Linked DNA regions of Mus musculus: region 2 is linked to region 1. The links are chromatin contacts, called in public HiChIP or PLAC-seq maps. All regions are on one chromosome and are shown on one strand. The core of a region is the stretch at or near the end of the contact, and the rest is flanking DNA. Distances in the headings are between cores, read along the strand shown. Region 1 has its middle 54 kb from the start of 1700104L18Rik. Region 2 has its middle 10 kb from the start of Gm36213.

The links. HiChIP or PLAC-seq counts read pairs in DNA pulled down with a chosen protein or histone mark.
Region 2: a contact with region 1 is called in an H3K27ac HiChIP or PLAC-seq map of heart atrium, with 7 times the contacts expected there. The contact joins two enhancer-like sites. A contact is called at or near these places in 1 of 484 Hi-C or Micro-C datasets (bone marrow-derived macrophages) and 5 of 115 datasets of contacts at active chromatin or transcription factors (CD8 T cells, bone marrow-derived macrophages, cardiomyocytes and 2 more).

The regions. Positions count from the first base shown.
Region 1 is chr12:54,285,391-54,289,022 of GRCm38.p6, forward strand. No RefSeq gene overlaps it. Among named protein-coding and RNA genes, the nearest start is that of 1700104L18Rik, 54 kb to the left of the region's middle. Within about 2 kb of position 1,886, at least 53 of the 459 cell types and tissues checked have an H3K27ac peak or open chromatin away from gene starts, as enhancers often do. A contact at or near this core is called in heart atrium, where this site is marked.
Region 2 is chr12:54,487,908-54,491,539 of GRCm38.p6, forward strand. No RefSeq gene overlaps it. Among named protein-coding and RNA genes, the nearest start is that of Gm36213, 10 kb to the left of the region's middle. Within about 2 kb of position 1,969, at least 12 of the 459 cell types and tissues checked have an H3K27ac peak or open chromatin away from gene starts, as enhancers often do. A contact at or near this core is called in heart atrium, where this site is marked.

The DNA.
Region 1 (3,632 bases), core at 636-3,135:
AGAACCTCTTATCAAACTCTTAAGCTGAACCCGGAGGGGTGAGGAGCCAACTCCAAGAGCTATGAAATGTCCCAGGAGGTGTAAAGGCCTTGGAGCGGTAGGTACTTTATCAACCAAAGGCCTTGAGTTGGAAGTGTGAGCAGAGAGCTGGAGAGGAAGGGCAGGGTGGGCCACTTCCCGCGTCTAGAAAGGTTCTTTTTCTTTTGAGTGGAGTCTTGTAGAAGCCATTTCATGTGACTGTGGCTCTCCTTGTTAGCTCTAAGATAACACATAGAACTTGCTTAGTGAGCCCTTCACTCCTCAGCACCACGCAAACCCGACAAGCTAGAAACCAGTGAGGAAATAAGTCCATTTTGCAGTGTTTTGACTAACAGCAAGGATGTAACAAATTAGCCCCAAGTGTCAATCACGTAAAGGATCCAGCCCCTGCCCAAGCAAAGACTGGGAACAACATTCTCAGATGTTGGTCTGATCCTTGGCAAGCGGTCAACAGAGATGACAGGGGATTGAGCGTCTCAGTGGTTGGAGCTTGCTCTGGGTCACACAACCTCATTCGGATGCTAGCCTTACATGTTTCTGTCTGGGGGGGTCCTTGACCAAGTTTCCTAATATTGTATCACAGTGCTCAGGGTCCTCGTCTGCAAGAAAGGACTACTCAGGACTACTCCGAGCACCCTTACAAACTGCAGGGTGCAGAGCAAGCTGTCAGTAAGTGGTCCTGACATTAGTGTTCCAACACGGTACGTAAGAGAACACACACAAGAAGATGCCACAAACTATGGGGAGTTGTCACAGACAGTCAGAAAGGCCTGGCCTTGTTCTTTCTGTTTTGAGAAGCAGTTGGGTGGCATCCTAGTGAGGCTTACTATTCCTGTGAGGAAATGCCGTCACCAGAGCGACTTTGCAAGGAAAGGGGTTTTTTCACCTTAAGCTTCCACATCGCAGGTTATCACCAAAGGAAGTCAGATCAGGAACTCAGATAGGGCAGGGACCTGGAGGTAAAGGCTGATGAAGAGGCCATGGGGGGTGGGGGGGGGGGGAATGCTGCTTTCGGACTTGTTCTCCATGGCTTGCTCAACCTGCTTTCTTAAAGAACCCAGCTGAGGGACAGCACTTCCCACAGCCGTCTGGGTCCTCTTCCTACCAATCGCTGATTAAGAAAATGCCCTACTGACTTGCCTACAGCCTTATCTTACAGAGGTCTTTTTTTTTTCTTTAAATTGAGGCTCCCTCAGATGACTTTAGTTGACATAAAACTATCCAGCACAGGTGTGTTGCAAACCTGGACCCTGGGCAAGGACCCGGGCCAACACATATACCTTTCTCATGCAGACTCTGAGTCCCACAGCAGTGTTTAAACCCAGATCTGAGCCTAATTCTCGGGGCAGTCTGAGACCAGGAGAGGAAGGGAGGAAGCTGCTTCCTGGTCCTCTGTCCTGAGCCCATTAGCTCCCTTACAGCGCAGGCACAGCTTAGTCTCAAGTTCTTGCAGCTTGGTTTCTCCACATTGACCACTGCTGTCCAGGCCTTTGCTTAGAAGAAAATCATCGTGGCATCAAAAAGGATGGAGAGAGAAAAAACTGCTTGGCTCCTGTCCCTGGCCGCGCACTGTGCCCCAGCTGGCTCCAGCTGTCTTGGAATGGGGCAGGGTGGCTGGCATGTAATTGCCTGGGCAGAGATAGGAGGTATGCAGGCCTACGTGCACGGCTGCATGCCCCGCAGAGGCCGGGAGGGATACTGTTTAGTGAGTGTCCGTCTGATAACAACCTGAATCCTTCAGATGTCAGCTGCCTGCCAAGCTGGACATGTCTGTACACCGGCACGCAGGAGTCTGGGAGACAGAACAAAGGGACTGTCACTGATTCAGCCTTGTGCTATAGTGTCATCCTCATTGGAACAAATCTTGGGCCAGCTGGCAGGGAGATTGTATCTAGGAATTCCACAGAGTATCATGGAGACTGTCAAATTCTAAAGGGGCTTTGGGGTGGCAGATCCCTGTCAAGGAGCCAACCACTCCTGTCCCATTAGGAGTTGGCAGCTGGTCGTATACCTCCCGTACAGTGCTCTTTTCTATGCCTCTCCCTGTCACAGGCCTGGCTGTTGCTAGCTGTGCCCTTTTCCTTTGGGTCACAGTTTCCCTCAAGGCCCCAAACCTCCCCTCCCTCCCCATTTCCCAGAACATGATGGTATTAATTATGGCTGGCTCGTATCTGCTATGCATTCCATGCCACTTGCAGCTCCAGCCTGCTTTCCTTACTCATCACTGCAACCCTATAGGATGCATACAATTATCTTCTTGCTCAGTACACGAGTAAACCAAAGCTTGGCAAGAATCAGTGACTTTGTCCAAGTCACGTAGACAGTGAGGTGGCAGAGCTAGGAAGCAAGTCCAGGCTGCCTACGTCCAGGATCCAAACTCCTACTTTCTTCCCATTAATGACCAAGTCCTTATGAATCACCATTTGAAAAACAAAACAAAACAAAAAACATTTTGGGTTCCCAGGTCTGCTTCAGTGGAGTGACCAGCACTCAAACGCAGCATGAGGATTTTATAGCTCTCTCTTTTGTGTGTAGTCAGAAGGAGAAATGTTTTCAAACTAGGAGATGCTAGGAAAGGAAGTGGAACTGATCTGAAATGTCTCTGCATGGGGAGTTGCTGGTCTTTTCAGCAGTACTTGGGCAAAAGCCACAGTGTAAGCTATGCACCAGGCTCCTGTTACACTGAGGTTTATGTTTGAACAGAAGCCATTATCCTTTTGTAGCCCTGTCATCCCAGCACTGGAGGCTAAGAGGTCCAAAGCTCAAGGCCACCCTCGGGGAAGGTGGAGATGCTCATAGCTCTTCTCTGGGGAGCCTTGTACATTGACAGGAAAGGCAGTTATTGGTTTGTGCTTTATTCACAGTCCTGCCTTGTTGCAAGGAGAATCGCAGATATGCAAATTCTAAGCGCTGTGTCCACTTTGGAAAGCCATTCTCAGAAGGGGCAATTCCTTGCAGCCATGGAAACGGTCAATGAGGGGATCCAGCATTACTCAGGGCTCATTCAGCTATGCATTTTACCATCCAATGCTCACAAAAGCGTGGTGCGGAGTGCTCTTTCTCATCTTGGAGGTGAGGGTAGTGCTGCCCTTTGTCTCACAAGGAGCACACTTGTTTGCTTCTCAGATTATTAATCTGGGGGAGTAGTAACAATAAGTTGAATTCTATTTCCTGGGTATGTCTGGGCAGGTAAACCGAGAGATCTAAAGGTCTTCAGCAATTGCCTGAACTCCCTCGTCTGGGTCGGTCAGCCACTTCATGGCTTGAAAGTGCCAGCACAGTTCTATGGTATAGCTTCAAGTATAGCTCTTGCTCTCCTTTGTCAGCCTCATAACTGCTTGCAATTGAGATTTTTAAACCATCGTGTGTGTGTGTGTGTGTGTGTGTGTGTGTGTGTGTGTGTGTGTGTTAAAGCATCTGAGTGGAGACGAGAGGACAATAAGCTGAAGGAATTACTTTCCTCCCTCCACTGTGTGAAGGCCAAGGCGTTGAGCTTACAGCTTGGCAGTGAGCCCCATCAGCCCTAAGCCAGCACACTGGTCCCAAAGCATGACACTCTGATAACACTGCCACCACCTCAGGCTGAGCACAGT
Region 2 (3,632 bases), core at 719-3,218, 200 kb after region 1:
TATTTTTCCTAAGGTGTGTTGGTTCGTTCTTGAATTTGCTGAAACCTGAGAACGTGGTATCCGTTGTCATTAGATTTAACCAACACTTTGGCTGAGTAGAAGACTTGAGTCACTGAGTTCCTCAGAAATGTGTAGACATTACTTCACTAAATCAAAGTCCAAGAATAGCTGGGTTTTTCCTCTTCATAGGTGACTTGAAAAGCTCATGTCTTTAGCCAAGTGGTAGCAGGGAAACCTATCCCCCCCACATGCGCCACTCCTTTACATTTTGAAGTAGACAAATTTCTTCTATGACAATAATAAAAGTCAACAATTCAAAGCCACAAGTCCTTCTCTGCCTCATTAGACATTCTCATCATTGAAGACTGCTCAGATGTCCTTTTCTAACCCATAAGCCTTCCTCCTCTCACCTTTCCAAGTAGAATTATCTTATTCACGTAACATTTACTACATATGATGAGTTTCCCTGCTAACGACTAGGAAGAGGTCCGGGTTTTCTACAGAGGACGAAAGAAAATAGGTTAAATAATACAGAGTTTTATTTTAGTAGCCAACTTTATCACAGTGCCAACTGAATAGGGACTCAAATGTTGACTGGTCACCTATCTCTTCCAACTTTACCCTGTGAAATTTTGAGAGACTCTGGAGTTAGTATACTTGAACTTCAGCAGGTTTCAGAAGCACCTGGAGGAACAGCTGAACTATAGCCCACTAAGCCCCATATCCCCCGCCTCATGGCTGTGACAACATGGTTGTGGTAAACTTAACAAGGGACGGGTTTATTTTAGCTCATGGGTAAATTGCCCATCATGGCAAGTAAATAACGCCAGCAGGGGCATGAGTCAGCCAATCACACTCTCCTTTGCTTCCATTTAATTCAGCCCGTGAGACAATGCCACCCACATTCAGGGTGGGTCTTTTCCTCCTCAGTTAAACCTCTCTGAAAACATCTTCACAGACACATCCAGATGGATGTGTCAATGGAGAGATGACTCAAAGGTTAGTGGCAGTTTCTGCTCTTCCAGAGAACCTGAGTCTAATTCCCAGCACCCACATGGTGGCTCACAACCATATGTTGTGTTACATAAATACCTGGAGACACACATACACACATCATCATCATCTATAAATAACCCAGTAGTATGTCTCATAGGTGATTCCTAATAGAGTTAAGTGGACAGTAATGATAAACCAACACAGGTATGGCTCAAGAATTTTCTTCTCTAACAAGTGCTACGCTGGTGCTGTTTGATCCAGGCTGAGAACCAGAGAGTTAGAGTACTTTAGAAATGTAAGAAGATGGACGTGTTCTTGGAAAACAAGAGAAATCAAGGTTCAGATTAGGACTTTCCATATAGCCCCAAAGTCATCAAAATTCGTCTTGAGAAACATAAACCTAACACAAACAACTATTAGCCTATGTTCCCCCTAAGCAAAGATATCTGATGTGTCTCTTAGCTCCTTTTTATTCACTGGCCACTCATGAACAAGAGCCTTTAATCAAGACCCTCTACCCTGAATGATCATCACTCTTTAATTCCGTGGTTCAAGTATGAACCCAGAGGAATTTTGTGTGCCTTAGACCAAATTCTCCTTCAAGATAAAACAATTACAATTATATATATTTTAAATTCGTGTTTCTCTTGTTTTTTCTGTTTCTCGGGCTTTCCATTCTCTCTGCCTGCCCTCTCTCCGCCCATGAGGTAAGAGAACAGTGATTCTTGGATTAAGACTTGACAAACCACCAATAGTTACATATTCCTTGCCACCACAAGCCTTTCCACTTGTCACTGAAAACGGTGGTCACCAACCCCACCCACTCCTAGCCTGCCTCCCGTACAGAAGCCTCCACGTGGTGATTGTTGTACCCCTTTTCATAAATGGTGTTACTATATAGTGTCTTTGAGCACTGTGATTTCCTTAAGTTTTTCTGCGGACTTTGAGGTGACTAAAGTTGCATTGTAGCTCCACCTAGAGCCTGCTGCTGGTAAGACCTAGGACCCAGAGCAGACGGATGCGGGACACTCACTTCCAGTAAGTAGTAGGCTTAATGAAAACTCAGCTCTCCGGGATTCAAATGGACTGCAAGGCTATAAGAAATTGCTCAGCGTTAGGTCAAAGAGGCCTTCCCTCTGGACCTGTGACTTGATAACTCTCATTTTAAATAGTGTCATCGGCTTGGATTTTGGCTTCACGTTAGGATTTTAACTCTGGAGACACAGTCTTTTCGAAAGCATTTCGATAGGGAAGGAGCCTGGAGGGAGGAAGTTCAGCAGCTGACAGACCTTTTGGCTCTACCTCAGCTGCGTGGAGATCTGCGACCTGAAAAATCAGCGTGGCCTGGCCCAGGGCCGGTTGCAATGGAATGTGCATGTGCCCGAGAGTCCATTAGTCTCATTTAATGTGTGTGTGTGTGTGTGTGTGTGTGTGTGTGTGTGTGTGTGTGTGTGTTTTCCCCTAGCGGATAAATGTGAGCATCAAACACCCTGGCTTTTTTACAACACAAAAATCACAGGTCAGTGCCTTCCATGAGACCTGTTTGATAACAGGGAACAAGGAAGCAACGTTGGAGGACACTCAGACCCAGGAGGGTGAGCAGAGTGTTTGGGCAGAGCCAGGGGTTTGTCCCTGTAATTTAAGTATTAAATTAACTCTCTCTCCTGCTTGGGAAGAGAAATCAACACATTGCTGCAAGCCTCCTGCCAGCAGCAGCCTGCACCAAAGCTGCCCTAGGTCCCTACCACCAAGTTCTTTCATGGAAGGCTAGTCTTCACCCACCATTAAATAGACCAGGGTGGATTTTAAAGCACAAGGAATTCACATACCTTTCTCTTGACTATTTATATCAAGAGGTACAAAAGCTGAGCCATGCAAATGATGGGACCCCCTTCGTAAAGGTCCACAAATGTTGTCTGCTATGCTCCTTGGGACTGTTCCAGCTTCTGCATTTCCTAGGCCTCCCAGTGTGGCTTTTCTGTAAATTCCATGAGTCCTGTGCCCCAAATCATCTGAAATTGTTCCTTAGTAGTCAAACTGCTGACCACAAAGCCAGGGACGTTAAAGAAACAACCGGACCATCTCCCCAGAAGAGAGGTGAGAAGGGCAAATGAAGAAGACCTGGCTTGCATCTGACTGTGAAGGAGTAAAGTCTAGGATCAGTCAGGTCAGAGGGAGGCCCCAAAGTTCAGTCACGCCAACCGCATGAGCATATGAAGGAGTGCAGAGCCACAGCCCTGGCGGAGTGTAGAGCAAGCATTCCACATGAATCAGGAGCTTCTTTGGGAACTATCTCCAGATGAGCCAAATGGTTCAACAAGGCCTATGAATCCTTCAGTCCATGCTGCTCTGTGCCATCCCAGCCCTCCAGACATGCCTTACACACTCGTTTCTAACATCCCATCCCAAGAGGAGACATAGGCAGCATCTACCCTGCCTCCTAAGGTCTCAAAGGACAAACCAACTCAGTTACTGAGCTAGCTTATGGAGCACAATGGGGTGCTAACTTAAGCACATTTCCCCTTCCCTAGCCTTTCCCAGCCTAGAGACACCAGCCCCTCCTTGAGGCCAAGTGCTCTTGGAGAAGGGCTGCAAACAGTGGGTGACTGGAAGCAGCTAGGTATTCAGATGACCAT